Linked DNA regions of Macaca mulatta: region 2 is linked to region 1. A link is a contact called in public Hi-C data. All regions are on one chromosome and are shown on one strand. The core of a region is the stretch at or near the end of the contact, and the rest is flanking DNA. Distances in the headings are between cores, read along the strand shown.

Region 1 (7,163 bases), core at 412-2,911:
AGTCAGATGATGTGACATATTTTTAAGAGACTGTTTCTGACAGCTGTGCTGGAAATAAGTGAGAGCTGGGTGTCAGTGGGAAACGGTGGTGGTTTGGTTTGGGTTGTTGGCAGTTGGAAGGTAAGAAGAGACTGGACATTTTAAAGGAGGAATCTACAGGGTTGGCTGACAAAATGTGGGTTGTGAGAAAAACCTATGTGTGCCAGGCACTATGTGAATAACTATGTGAATATGTAATGTCGTTAAAATTTTACGTTAATCACATAAGCAAGGTTCTACTGCATTTTTCTTTTTTCTTTTTTTTTTTTTTTTTGAGATGGAGTCTCACTCTGTAGCCCAGGCTGGAGTGCAGTGGCGCGATCTGGGCTCACTGCAACCTCCGCCTCCTGGGTTCACGCCATTCTCCTGCCTCGGCCTCCGAGTAGCTGGGACTACAGGCGTCTGCCACCGTGCCTGACTAATTTTTTATATTTTTAGTAGAGACAGGGTTTCACCGTGTTAGGCAGGACGGTCTCAATCTCCTGATCTTGTGATTCGCCCGCCTCTGCCTCCCAAAGTGCTGGGATTCGTCGTGAGTCACTGCACCGGGCCTTTGCAAGGTTCTATTGTTATAGCCCACTTTATAGACGTGGAATCACTTAGAGAGGCCAAGTGACTGGAAAAATCACACAGCTAGCAAGAGACAGAGCTCTGGCATTTATTTATTTATTTTTGGTTTTTGTTTTGTTTTGTTTTCTAATTCCAGGTTAAGTTCACATAGAGCTGGTATTTAAACCAAATCTTCCACTGAACACGGACCTTGAACTCTTAGCAGCTACGCTGTAAAAATCTCATCTATTCATTCAACAATTCTCCATTGCTCATCAGCTCTGCTTCAGGAACTGGTCTACATGTTGAGGATGCAAAGATGAGTAAGAGAAAGTCCTTGACTTTGAGGAATTTACGGTTTGGAGGCGGAGACAGAGGTAAATAGAAATAACAACAGCGGGCCGGGCGTGGTGGCTCACGCCTGTAATCCCAGCACTTTGGGAGGCTGAGGTGGGCGGATCACAAGGTCAGGAGATCGAGACCATGGTGAAACCCCGTCTCTACTAAAAATAGAAAAAATTAGCCGGGCGCAGGGGCGGGCGCCTGTAGTCCCAGCTACTCGGGAGTCTGAGGCAGGAGAATGGCGTGAAACCGGGAGGCGGAGCTTGCAGTGAGCCGAGATTGCGCCACTGCACTCCAGCCTGGGCGACAGAGCGAGACTCCGTCTCAAAAAAAAAAAAAAAAAAAAAAAGAAAGAAATAACAACAGCGATATAACCGTGCAAAGTCCTAAGCTCTCAGAGGAGAGGTGAGAAAAGACCCCTCAGAGGAGGTGACGTGTGGGCAGATGATGAGCAGGGCTTTGCCAGAAGGGTAGGAATGGATGGAAAAGCATTCCTGGCAGACGGAGCTGTGTGTGCAAAGGCCAGGAGGGGCAGAGGCAAGGCCCCAAGAAGGGCAAGCACTGGTGCAGTGTCTTGTTGCGGGAGCAGCTCGAGGAGGCCTGGGAGGTGAGATGAGACAGAGAAATGAGCAGGGCAGTCAGGAATGCCTGGAAAGGGCTTCCCCAGGCCAGGGGCAGTCGCTGCAGTTACCAAGGGGGAGTGGAGCCAATCAGATCTCTCCTGTGGAGGGTGGACACCAGACAGCGGACACAGTTTTCCCTATTTCAGCATGACACTCCCTCGGAAATCTGGTAGGACTGAGAGAACAGTCCACGTTTCCAGGAAACAAACCGTACTCCGTCCCTGCGTGTGTGTCTCTCTGTGTGTCCGTCTATAAATATCCTCAGACACAGCACTTGGCTGCAGTCTCCCCCGGGCCCCCGCGGCATCTTGCTCACACTGCCCAGCTGCCTCTGCCCCTCCTCCTCTCTCCTGGCCAGGACCGCCCCGGCAAACACCAGTTTCACTGGCCGCAGGCAAGGCTGGGTGGGGGCCAGGACTGTGACCTCTGCCTTATCATTACTCCCCACAGGACACCAAAGCAAGTGTCCAAACGGCAGCAGGAAGGGTGAGAATTTGGCTCAAGGAGGAAATTTGGAGACTGTTAAACCCAAGCTGAGCATGAACTGATGCCCCAGTGGGGCGGAAAGGGGAAGTTTGTTTCAAAACCTAACCCACATCCAATGGTTCACAGACCATCTTGATAAAAGGCTGTGAATGGATGAGATGGTGACCCTTGTCCCATCCAGCTCTGTGATCCTTCAGATCAGATTGGTCAGGGGAGAGATAGCAACAGAGAAAGACAGAATATATATATATATGTGTGTATATATATACACACACACACATACACATATATGTATTTGTACACACACACACGTAGAGACAAAGACAGACACAGGAAATGGGCAGAGACAGAGGGAGGCAGAGGCAGATAGACAGTCAGAGACAGAGATGGAGCCCCCAAGTATGGGTTCGAACCATGACAATTTTTTTTTTCTATTTTTCGAGACAGAGTCTCACTCTGTCGCCCAGGCTAGAGTGCAGTGATGCGATTTTGGCTCACTGCAAACTCCACCTCCCAGGTTCAAGCGATTCTCCTGCCTCAGCCTCCCGAGTAGCTGGGATTACAGGCACACGCCACCATGCCTGGCTGAATTTTGTATTTTTAGTAGAGATGAGGTTTGGTTTCACCATGTTGGCCAGGCTGGTCTTGAACTCCTGACCTCAGGTGATCCACCCACCTTGGCTAGCCATGACAATTTTCAAAGACACAGCACGGGCAGATCTGTGAGAAATGTTACACAGGATTAATGTGATACACATCAGAGTCTAGCTCAGTTCCCCTTCCAGATTTCCAGCTCAGAAATTCATACCACTGCCTCCCCTTTTATTGTCAGCCCTGGAGAAAAAGAAAAAGAAAACCAAAAACAAAGTAACGCAAAAACCCAGAGGGACAAGGAAACAGAGGGAAACCCCAGACTCCCACAGGTAAGTACTGAGGGCAGGTTCTTCCCCAAGTGCTTCCAAACCCTTCCATTCCTAGCCAAGGGGGAACTTAGGTTTCCAGCAGCTCTTCCTGAGTCTGAGCCCCATCCAGCAGGTCAGGGCCTGGCTGGGGGCGGCCAGGGTGCTGTTTCCAGGCACTGGCTGTCTCCCACCCTTCTAAAGTACTAGGACTTGGTACATCTCACCAGGCAGCTGAACTGAGCACTCGAGTCAGCCAAACCCCTCCTGGGCCCTCGGCTCATCAGGGGCCACCCTGGGAGACACAAGTCCTGTTCTCCATGTACTCTAGTGTGAAGGATAGGCCGTGTGACCTCAGCAGGCCCCTTCCTTCCTGGGACCCAGTTCCCTGGTCTGTAAAATGGGAATAGAAACATTTGCTCTGCTAACCCACAGGATGGTGATGAGCAGGGATGGAAATGGCAGCTGTGAAGGACATCCGTGAGCTGTGTGTGCAGCACAGTTTGGGGGATCCTGATGTTCTAAGGCTGGTTCGTGTTCATGTCATCCACAGCAGGCTTCCAACCAGAGCATGGATAGAGTTGGCTTTCTTAGGAGTGTGCTTTCTTGGAGGGTGAACCTGAATTGGGGTATCTTCAAGAAGACCAGTTTGGGGGCTGCCTCTCTCCTTCAGAGGATTGTGTAGAGAGTGTGGGCAGGGTAGAGGTTAGGAAGGGGCCATCTGGGGGGAAGAAAGGCTCTTCCAAAAGGCTTCCATCCTCCTGGCCCAAGCAGCACCCCACACCCTCTTCTCCACCCACCAACCCCAAATCTTCAGATTCCTCTGGGCAGCTCTGGCCTCAGTTCCTTGGTCCCTCAGGTCTCCAGGTAAGAAACCAGTCTGCAGGAAATGGGGGAAGCAGATCACTCTGGGAGCGTCCTCCTCCATCTCCCCCTTCTCCACCAGCAGTTCATACTAGCGGGATCAGAGACAGAGCTGAGGCCAAGGAGCGGAGGGACTCAGCCAACCTGCTTCAGACGCCTGCGGGGAACCTGCCCCATAGCCCTGTTTGTGAAGTTGATCTTTCTCTCCCATGGGCTCAGTAAAATCTCTAAATTTGAAACTTTATAAAACCCAGCATCAGTGTCATGACTATGAGACAATTATCACTTACCGAGTCCCTCCTCACACTGGGCCAGGCATTAGACACTTTAACGCTGGGATCCTCTCCCAGTTCTGTGGCTGAATGTGCCCCGATTGACACATAAGGAATCTGGGATTCCATAAGGGCAAAAAACATGCCCAAGGTCACATACTGTGGCAAGTGGCAGTATCAGGCTGTTGTCTCAGGTCCCCCAGACTTGGAAACCTGTCACCTGGGAAACGTGTCACTCAGGGAAGGCATGTGGCTGAGGGAAGTGAGATATAGTATTTTCAAATCCACTCTAAGAACCAGAAAACATCTCCCTCGAGTTGAGCGCTCTGCACCCTTAGGGTAAGAATGGCACTCAGTTGGCGGGGCACGGTGTTCACGCTTGTAATCCCAGCACTTTGAGAGGCCAAGGCGGGTAGATCGCTTGAGCCCAGGAGTTTGAGAAACCAGCCTGGGCAACACAGTGAGACCTCGTCTCTACAAAAAATACAAAAATTAGCCACGAATGATGGTGTGTGCCTGTAGTCCCAGGAGGTGGAGGTTGCAGTGAGTCAAGATCATGCCACTGCACTCCAGCTTGGGCGACAGAGCTAGACTCTATCTCAGAAAAAAAGAAAAGAAAAGAAAAAAGAATGTCACTGAATCAAATTGTAGCCCAATGGATTATTTGGCACCTGCCTGACTGGAGAGACACTGTGATAATGGAAGGGCTTGAGGAATAGCAAGGGCTTGTGAGAGGACCCAGGGCTGACCGGGGTGAAGAAGAAGAGCACGAAGACAGTGGCCATTGTAAATATGCCTTCTGTAGACAGGGAAGTCACCCAGCTGCCCAGTAATAGCAAGAGCTACTGTTTATGTTGCATCTGCCTGGACCTAGTCATTGCACAGCACATCATCTGTATGCTCCTCCCAGCAACTCTCTGGATTGTTCTATGATCATCTCCATGTATCAGATGAACAGGCCAGGGCTTAAGCGACCTGCCAAGGACATGTTGTTAAGAACTGGTAGAGCTAAGATTACAATCCAGGTCACTCCTGAGCCACACTTTCCCTGACACTTCCCGGCACGTCACGCATTTCTGTAGCCCAGTCTGACAGATTGAGGAATCCTTCGAGAAAGGCTGGCTCCATTTGCTCTGGTTCTGCATTTGCCCAGCATCACCAGGAGGGAATGGATGACTTGAGCCAGTTCCTGACACCAGCCTTCTAAATGGACTGGAGCTCACTGTAAGCGGTCACAGTGGCGTTCTGTTTATCCATTCACCCACCTACTGTATGTTTGGTTGGGTGAGCCAGGCCTGTAGGTGTTAACCAATTCTGGTCACCTGAAAAATAAAACAAAGACAAGTTCTAGAACTGTCAAAACAAGACGGGCCCTGCCACTCTAACCGAGGTTCTGCTTCAGGGAGTTGGGGTGGTGGGAGGGGCAGAGGCTACCTAAGGAGCCAGTTCAGGCTACAGCTTGGGATATACAGGCAAAAGTCCTGGCTGTGTGTCCTGGGACAAGTTACGTAACCTCTCTGAGCTTCATTTTTCTACCAACCTCACAGAATAAGCGTTTGTAAAATAACTCAGCCTTCTAGTCTGCCCGAAGTTACCACAGCTGCTGTGGGTGCCTGCCTAGCCCACTGGCCCCTCCACAGCAGGCATTGCCGTGGGGCCTCACTCCTGTCACCTGATAAGATGACGCCTCTGGCTCCTTAAGACTCAGCGTGCCTCGCCTCCTTCAGGGTCTTGGAAGCCTTTGTTGGTGCCCCGCCCCCTCGGCCACCTACCACCATCAGGAGCCTTCCCCAGGGTTCATGATCCTGTAGTAGTTGCCCAGCACCCTCCCTGCTCTGCCAGCTCCTGTCTGTATCCTCAGCCTGGGAAGGATGATCACATGGTGGTCATCTATGTGTAAGTGTCTATGAAAAGGGTGATTCTGGGAAGTGGCGAAGCAAAAAGGGGATGCTGACAGGGCAGATGGGAGGGGCCTCCGCTAGCCCTGTCTACTTCACAATTTGAGTTCGCTTTCTCCACCCTGTGTGGCCACAGGCTGCCTCCCAGACCAGCCTGACTATCCTGGGGAGTATCATCCTGCAAACAGTTGTCTCTTGGGGTGAGGATGCATTGCCCCCTCAGGCTGGGAGTCCCAGGCAGAGGCCATGCTAACCCCCTTCCCCTGTGCATGGGCCTCACCTGGCCTGGCAGGTATCAGAGCCCAGGCTGGCTGATCCGACCTGAGCAATCACCTGCGTCTGGGTAAGACAGTGATCTCACCAGGCTTTTGGTTTGGTTTGGTTTTGTCTTCTTGTCCAAGAACCTAAGTTTGGTTTGGTTTTGTCTTCTTGTCCAAGAACCTAAGGCCTATTTTACAATCCCCTGACTCCTTTCCTCTGAACAGAGAAACAAGCAGGGCTTCCTCCGTCCGGACCTCACACTGACTTGGCTAGCAGGAGCACCGGAGAGACGGCTCTGTTGCAGGGGTCATCGGCCAAGGAGGTGGTCTACCTGGTGGGTCCTTCCCGCTGCAGGGCACACAGAGTGGCTCCCGTAGGGCTGAGCACGAGGCAGTGGCTCCTGACCCTCCTGCAGCATCGGCACCGCCCCTGCCGGCCGCTGCCGGGAGCCCAGGACCTGGCGGACAGGAGAAGCCCCACCCCTGGCTCAGCACAAAACCCACAGCACCTTCCCCGGTGCACAGACGCGGTCACACGCACGCCCGTCCACACACACCCAGAGGAAGTCAGACGGGTGAGCAATGGTGACTGGCTTTGAATAAACACAATCGGCGATTTCAGACCTCTGGGGACCAGGTACCTTTTCTGGGCCTCGAGGCTCAAGCACCAAGCGGAGGCCTGGCGCCCTCTGCCGGTGAGCTTGGGCGCGCACACCCGGTCTGTGGTTAATAAGCTGGGGGAGCCGCCTCCTCTGTGCTGGGTCCTGTGGGATGGCAGAAATTCTCTCGCTCCTTCCTCTCCGTCTAGGGGGTCAGAGTGATTTACTTCAACTCATTCTCCCAAAGGTAAGATCGTTTCCCTATCGTGTGGAAGGAAAGATGAGGCTCAGAGAGTTTAAGCAAATGTCCCAGGATCACACAGCAAGTTGGG
Region 2 (7,673 bases), core at 3,685-6,184, 50 kb before region 1:
TGCCATAACTAAGTACCCACAAACTGAGTGGCTTAAAACAATTTTTAAGATGTATTTATTTTCTCATAGTTCCAGAGGCCAGAAGTCCCAAGTCAAGGGTTTGCAGAGCCATGCTTCTTCCAAAGGCTCTAGGACTCCTTCCTTGCCTCGTTCAGCTTCCAGTGGCTCCTGATGTGCCTTGGCTTGTCTTCACCTGCCTGCGTCCTCACATGGCCTCCTTCTCCCTGTCTCTCTATGTCTTCTGTTTCTTATAGATACACCAGTCATAGCCAGACACGGTGGCTCACACCTGTAATCCCAGCACTTTGGGAGGCCCAGCCAGGCAGATCACCTGAGGTCAGGAGTTCGAGACCAGCCTGGCCAACATGGTGAAACCCCATCTCTACTAAAAATGCAAAATTAGCCAGCTGTCGTGTCAGGTGCCTGTAATCCCAGTTACTCGGGAGGCTGAGGCAGGAGAACCGCTTGAACCCAGGAGGTGGAAGTAGCAGTGAGCTGAGATTGTGCCATTGTACTCCAGCCTGGGCAACAAGAGTGAAACTCCATCTCAAAAAGAAAAAAAAAAGAAGACACCACTCATCAAATTTCAGGCCCACCCTAATTCATTAGGATCTCATCTTTTAAATTATTTTTATTTTTAATTATTACAGACACATAATATTTGTACATATTTATCTTATGATCTCAACTTGACCCTTAATTAATTAAAACTGCAAAGACCTTGTTTCCAAATAAGTCATATTGTAAGGTTCTGGGTGGATATGGATCCTGGGGGAACACGATTCAACGCACTGTACCATCTAACAGGGACTTCCATAAGGCAGACAAAAGAGCTTCATCTAGGATGTCAGACAGATGTTTCCAGGGCCTTGGGAATGGAATACCAGCCAAGCACTAAGGCCCAGGTACCTGAGACCCAGACCTTGGTGTATGATACCCTGACAACAGCAAAAACAGCCCAAGGAAGGCATCGTCTATTCACCAAACTAAACAACAGAGAAAAAGAAAAGGGTTGGTGTATACAGGTGACAACTCACATTTATTTTTTCTTTTGTTTTGTTTTCTTTTCTTTTGTTTTCTTTTCTTTTCTAATAGAGATGGGGTCCTGCCATGCTGACCAGGCTGGTCTCGAACTCCTGGCCTCAAACCATCCTCCCATCTTGACCTCCCAAGATGTTGGGATTACAGTTGTGAGCCACCGTGCCCAGCTCACATTTATCCTTGAGTCTGTATCTTTCCTTACTTTGTTAATTATGAAACATTTAAAAACCTACAATGGGCCGGGCACTGTGGCTCATACTGTAATCCCAGCACTGTGGGAGGCTGAGGCGGGCAGATCATGAGGTCAGGAGTTCGAGACCAGCTTGTCCAACATGATGAAACCCCATCTCTGCTAAAAATACAAAAATTAGCCAGGTGTGGTGGAGCATGCCTGTAGTCCCAGCTACTCAGAAGGCTGAGACAGGAGAATCGCTTGAACCTCGGAAGCGAAGGTTGCAGTGAGCCAAGATCATGCCACTACACTCCAGCCTGGGCGACAGAGTGAGACTCTGTCTCAAGAGAAAAAAAAGGAAAGGAGCAGAGTCTGCTGGCCCAGCACTGGGAATCCGGAGCTGGGAGCTGCCTGCTGAGCATGCAGCAACAGAACTGGTCCTTTTGCCGACCCAGTCTAACACCCTCCACCAAGGAGGTGTGCTGTGGGAAAAGATGAGCTCCTTGCACCGTTTTCTTGTTTTGTTTTGTTTTGTTTTGTTTTTGAGACAAGGTCTCACTCTCTTGCCCAGGCTGGAGTGCAGTAGCACAATCACGGCTCACTGCAGCCCAGCTAGTTTAAAATTTTTTTTGTACAGACAAGTTTTCCCTATGTTGCCCAAGCTGCTCTCGAACTCCTAGGGCTCAAGCAATCTTCTCACTTTAGCCTCCCAAAGTTCTGGCATTAAAGGCATGTGCCACTGAACCTGGCTACCTTGCATCTTTTCTTGGTGACCTGGCCTAAGGAGCAAATGCCGAGATTAGAGGGCTACACTAGCACTCTTCTTCCTCTTGTAGAAGGGGGAAGAAAGATGGCCCTTTTATCCCAGGGTGGGAGAGGCAGGGACAACAGCACCCCCAAAGTCCCATCCAGGGTCCACCCCAGAGTAGCAGCTGCAGCTACAATGGCTGCATTGGCATTTGTGAAGAGTGGCAGTGGCAGGTGCAGGCGGGAAAGCATCAGGAACAGGCACTGCGTGACTGCAGGTGAAGGGCAGCATCAAGGGTGAGGAGGAGAGCAGGCTGAGTGAATGCACTATCATCCCAAGCCTAGGACTCAAAGCATCAGGCCATGGTTCATGAACACTGAAGGCAGCAGCAAGGATGGTTTGTAACACTGAAACGACAGAAAGGGAGAGGTAAGGGGCCAGCACTTGTGCTGGTTGGGGTGAGGTACATCCGCTGATTGGCTCTACTGTCACATCGCCAGATGATCCTTTCATTGCAGGACAGAACTGAATAGGTTGAGGAACCATTGTTAGAAACCACAGTAGTGCCGCACATCAATGTTTCATGTGTTAGTTAAGCAACCTGGTTAGACTGTAAATTCTTTAAAGATAGGGATCATATCATATGATTCCTGCTAATACTCCCCAACAGTTAACACAGAGCTGCATTCATAAGTTTTTAATGACACCTGTGGAATCATATTATTTGGGGACCAATGAAGAGTGGCATGAAATGGATTTAACAGCCCATTACACACCCACCCCTACCACACACATTTTTTATTTTATTTTTTTATGTTTTTGAGATGGAGTCTCACTCTTGTCACCCAGGCTGGAGCGCAGTGGCACAATACCTGCTCGCTGCAAGCTCCGCCTCCTGGGTTCACGCCATTCTCCTGCCTCAGCCTCCCAAGTAGCTGGGACTACCGGTGCCCACCACCACGCCCAGCTAATTTTTTGTATTTTTAGTAGAAACGGGGTTTCACCATGTTAGCCAGGATGGTCTCGATTTCCTGACCTCGTGATCTGCCCGCCTCAGCCTCCCAGAGTGCTGGGATTACAGGCGTGAGCCACCGCGCCCGGCGCCACGCCACACCTTTTTTTTTTTAACCCAGAAAATATAAAGTGCTTTCACTTCTATGACATTTCTTTCCCTGACACATCTATGCAGGAAGGAGACAGGTATGAGACACCCTACTTTACAGACAGGGTAACTGGGACCCAGCAAGCTTAATTGACTTGTCTCCCTAAAGGCCCAGACTCAAGACGGAACCCCAGTCTTACTGGCTCCCCATTGAACTGTATCCCGTCTCTCTGTGTTCCTTACCCTCCTCCCTGACCCCGCCGTCAGGCGTCACTGAAATGCCCCAGACGCATCACTGCTTTTGTTCTTAACAATGTGAAACATCAACCAAGCCCAGCAGGTGATAGAACTGGACAGCAGCCAGGGGTCTGTAAGCACTGAACAGCCAGTCTCCATGTTCACTGAAGATAATGTATGTATCAGCATGTGGTATGTTTCTGGCAGGCAAGAGAATGCAGAAGGGGTGAGTCTCCAGGTGACAAGAAAATACTTCAGGAAAGAGATTTGGGGAAAACATACAAGCCCATCTTAGTGTTAATGTGCATATACGGAGAGAACATTTATGGAATGCTCTACCTAACAAAAGCAGAAAGTTAAATCCTATTAAAAAGGGAGTTGTAAGTCCTTGCGTGATGCTGTTCTAAAAATTTTTGAGAGGTGGAAATTTGAAGAAAAGACCTTGAAGAAAATGGAAATTCAGTCTTGCCAAGAGATTTCTCCCTTAGCAAAAATCTAGGAGCTAAACGCAGGACCCATCCCAGGGCCTTGAAACCATACCACGTTGTATTCTGAGTCTCAAATTACTTTACTAATAGGACTTTAAATGTCCTTAGGATCTAGTGCTATCCCCAGCACCTAAATCAAGAATGGTGAGCTGAGGTAAAATATGAGAAAGAAATGCTCATTCATTTGTTATTAATACCTAAAATAATATCAGCATTTATTAGGCAATTATGAGGCATTTTGTCACAATAATGCTAGGAGATAGTGCCATTATTATCATTAGTATTTTTCATAGGAGAAAACTGAGACTCGGAGAGGTTAAGTAACTGCTCAAACTAACACAGCCAGAAAGTGGCAGAGGCTAGGGTCGATTCATGGTCACCTGTCTCTTGAGTCTAAATCTCGCTGCTACTGTGCCGAATTCTTTGAGTTTGTAGGTGTGTGTGTGCTTCTGCGTCCTGGGGCAAGGGAACAACATCATTCAAGATTCGTTAAACGAAGTTTACAATGTACGTGCTGGGGAACTGCATGCTGTCTTAGAGGCTGAGGCTGGCGCCCGTGGCCACAGTACAATGGAGGGGGTGGTTAATCTGGTTTTAGAGGATGGCCGATTGGCGATGGCAGACAGAGATCAAGTAACTGGGCCCACAGGAGGGCGCGAGCACGCAGAGGCACGAGAAGAAAATGAAGAGGGCCTGAGCCCGAACTTGGGGAAATCAATTCCCAAAGCCTGAGGGACTCTGGAGGGAGGACGGGAAAGGGCCAGAGGTTCACCCCCGAACTTCCAGATTGCTCAAGAAGCGCCGGGCGGGGCCCTGCAGTCGCTCAAGCTGCGAGGAGGGCCTGAGAAGCGGGGACGCCTTCGAGGTTTTAGGGACCTGAGCTCCGGCGGCAGGTGGCGAGAAGGCCCAAGCCCAGCGGTCGCCACGCCTCGCCTCTTCCCCGCCTCCCACTTCTCTGAAAGGCCCCATTCTCTACCGCCGCCGGGGGAGCAACTGCGCTGGGAAGCCACCTAGCGCCCGGCCCCACCTTTTTTTTTTCTTTCTTTCTTTTTTTTTTTTTTTTTCCTTAATACTTTTCGGCCAAACACCGCGGCTTCAGGCAGGGCTTGGATTGGCCCGCGCCGCCCCTGAGCCAGCCAATCAGCAGCTTGTTGCCAAGGTGGGGATTCGCCAGAGCGGGAGGAGGCTGCTGCGCGCCCGCTGTTGCCCGGCGAAGAAAGCAGACTTGTGAGGGCGTTTGGTGGCGCTTTCAGGTCCCAGCCAGCTGCTCGTGGGGATTGAGGGACGTGGGTGGGTGGCTGGGGGGTGAGAGGCCGAGGGCCCATATCCGGGAGGGAGGGAGCCAGTCACCTGCTTGCCTTCGCACGCCCAGCCGGCGCTGTCTCCCTCCTCCCCGAAGCTTCCTTGCCGGGCAGGTTTAACTCCAGGCAGCCGGTGTGGGATCGCCATGGCCGAAGCGGTCCCGGGTTGAAAGGCATTGCCGTTGTCCCCTTACCCTCACCACCAAGCATATTGAGGAAGAGGGACCTGCGAACGTGAGAAGGTGCAAAAAACACCCAACTAACTTCTGAGGCAGACCAGACTATGACCTGAAGACAGTGCTGTCTTGCAGTGTGTGCCCCAAAAGGGACCAGCTGACCTCGCAGGCCCGGAGGGGCTAATGAGAGAGTGAAAAGGGCCCCGGGAAGCCGAAGACGTAAATCGCATACCTTCTCCCCGTGTAACAATAATGCCCAAACCGCCACAAAGCAAGGGTCTGGACGGTAGGGTCTCACTTTTCCAACCATAACCCAGTTACACAAGGGAGAAAGGGCGGAGGCAAGTCTACCCCTCACACATTCTCCTTTGGCCTCATACTCAATTCCCCAATCCTGTTTCTCTCAGTTTCCATTGTGTAACCTAGATAAATGCCTCCTGTTCTAGTAATGGCCATAATAATATTTAATCACATTTATTGTGTACTAAGAGCTGGGTACCCTTCTGAGCACCTCACAAAAATCAATCCTCCCAACAATACCAACTAGGAACTACTTTTATCCGATCTTAAGGTTGAAAAAACAAGCAGTGAGAAGTTAGGTAACTTGCCTGTTGTCACAGAGCTAGCTGTATCTAGGTAGTCTGTTTCCACCTGGGAAACCCGTCTGACTTTGCTCTAGAAGATGTGGACTTTCCCGCTATATTGCCAAAGGAAAAGGCTAGGATGGTTGCCTTTTTGAAACACCACATGCCCCCCACCCAAGAGCAGGACTTTCAGTTAAGGTCCTTAGGACTCTCAAGACTTCTCCAGACTCCCGAGAGATTCCCCGTGTGGCTTCACCACTCAAAATGAACACAGATAAAATGCTGAATTTTATAGATGAATTTCACCACTATGCAAAAAAAAAAAAAAAAAAAAAAAAATGGAGCCAGAGAAAATCCTCCCATCTGTGCAGTGCTGATCCCCTGGACCAGCCTGGAGCGTGCCTCAGAGCCAGGAGAAAGGTGAACTATTCATCCCCCAAACTTCACAGCTTTGTTGTATGTTTTCAAAATGGATCTCGCTTAGGACAGACACCAACTTTGAAGCTGGGGAATGGTGTTAAGGGGTACAGGAAGAAGAGGCTGAGAACCTGCCCCCAGCTGGTGTTGGGAAAGGCTATTTTCAGGGCGCTGCTTGGGTCAGGAGGGCAGTCCGCTGTTTCACTTCCCATTCCCCCATGCTCTTACTCTCTGAGCCCTGCCTCTGGTTCAGTCTCCCCTACTCCCATCCTCCACCCCACCCTGCACCCTGCACCCGTTTCCCAGCTCCTGGGGCACACCATCTGCTTGTCCTCCCCCTTCCCAAGGGACTTAGCTCATAGAATAGAGACCTTTAAATAATGAAACGCCCCAAAGCCTCCCCACACTGATCCCCAGCCCCTGGCTGGGGTGTTTATTCAAAGACCAGGAGCTGGGCTGGAGGTCTGCCAACCCCACCGCCTCTATTCAGTTCCTTTCTTTTCCTGCCCAGCTGCCGGGCGGTGGCTAATGGGTCTTTTCTCTGGCTTTGGCCCCTCCGCCTGCCAGGCCTAGTGCACAGAAAAAAGCAAACATAAAGAACAGAACTGTAAGGAGGAAGCAGGACTTTGGATGTCAGCTCTTCCAGGCTAGGGGTGGGGAGGGAGGAGGACACCAGATCCAACTCACACTGGGAAAGGGACAGGGACGAGGGTGGAGAGAGAGGACCCAGAGGCTTGGCCTGCTCCTCATCCCAATGCAGGAGCCAGAGCATCTCCCTCTGACTCTGGGGAGCTGTGTGACCAAAGGAGGAGGGGGAGAGTTTGTGAAGTGGGGAGGGGGTGTCACTTGAGTGGTTTGGGGCTTGGGCAGCATCCTCATGCAAATTAACCTGGTGAGTCACTGAAAGTTTGGTCCAGACACAAAGAAGCTGCTTCTCTCACCCGCGGCCTCCCTCCACTACAGCAGCCCCCCTCCCCAGCCAACCAAACAAAAGGCCCAAGCCCAGCGGTGCGTGAAGGAGTGAATGGGCGAGACCTTCCCTGGTGACGTCCCACCAGACAGATGGCAACAGTTGCCCCACACCAGTTGCAAGCTTCCTTTCATCCTTCTCCCAAGTCATAAAGGAGAAAGACCCCAGTCCCTCTAGAGCCCATCAGCATCTCAGGGCCAACCCGAAGGCAGGATGGGGGCTAGAGGGTGGGTTGCTAGGGAGCGGGAGGTGAGAGGGGAACTGATGCTGCGTGTTTGGCTGGAAAACAAAAGTGTGTTGAAAGCACGGGCACTGCGGCCAGCCTGCCCATCTGTCCTCCTTTGGGGAAGCTCTGCCCCCACGCTCCTCCTCAGCTTCTGGCCAGCTCTGCGCAGAGCCGGGGCCCCTGGGAAGGAAGACTTCAGTTTGGGGCAGCA

Evidence for each region. A called contact is a pair of places that touch in the nucleus more often than the background predicts.
Region 2: a contact with region 1 is called in a Hi-C map of fetal cortical plate, with 2.2 times the contacts expected there. The contact joins two enhancer-like sites. A contact is called at or near these places in 9 of 14 Hi-C or Micro-C datasets (CD4 T cells, blood, cortical neurons and 5 more).

Annotation. Positions count from the first base shown.
Region 1 is chr1:61,009,644-61,016,806 of T2T-MMU8v2.0, reverse strand. It overlaps LOC144341201 (a long non-coding RNA gene), which reads right to left and starts at 6,866. Exons shown (of 2, transcript XR_013417986.1): 1 at 6,253-6,866; 2 at 4,923-5,396. Within about 2 kb of position 1,661, at least 17 of the 40 cell types and tissues checked have an H3K27ac peak or open chromatin away from gene starts, as enhancers often do. A contact at or near this core is called in fetal cortical plate, where this site is marked.
Region 2 is chr1:61,062,237-61,069,909 of T2T-MMU8v2.0, reverse strand. No RefSeq gene overlaps it. Among named protein-coding and RNA genes, the nearest start is that of FMOD, 18 kb to the left of the region's middle. Within about 2 kb of position 4,934, at least 20 of the 40 cell types and tissues checked have an H3K27ac peak or open chromatin away from gene starts, as enhancers often do. A contact at or near this core is called in fetal cortical plate, where this site is marked.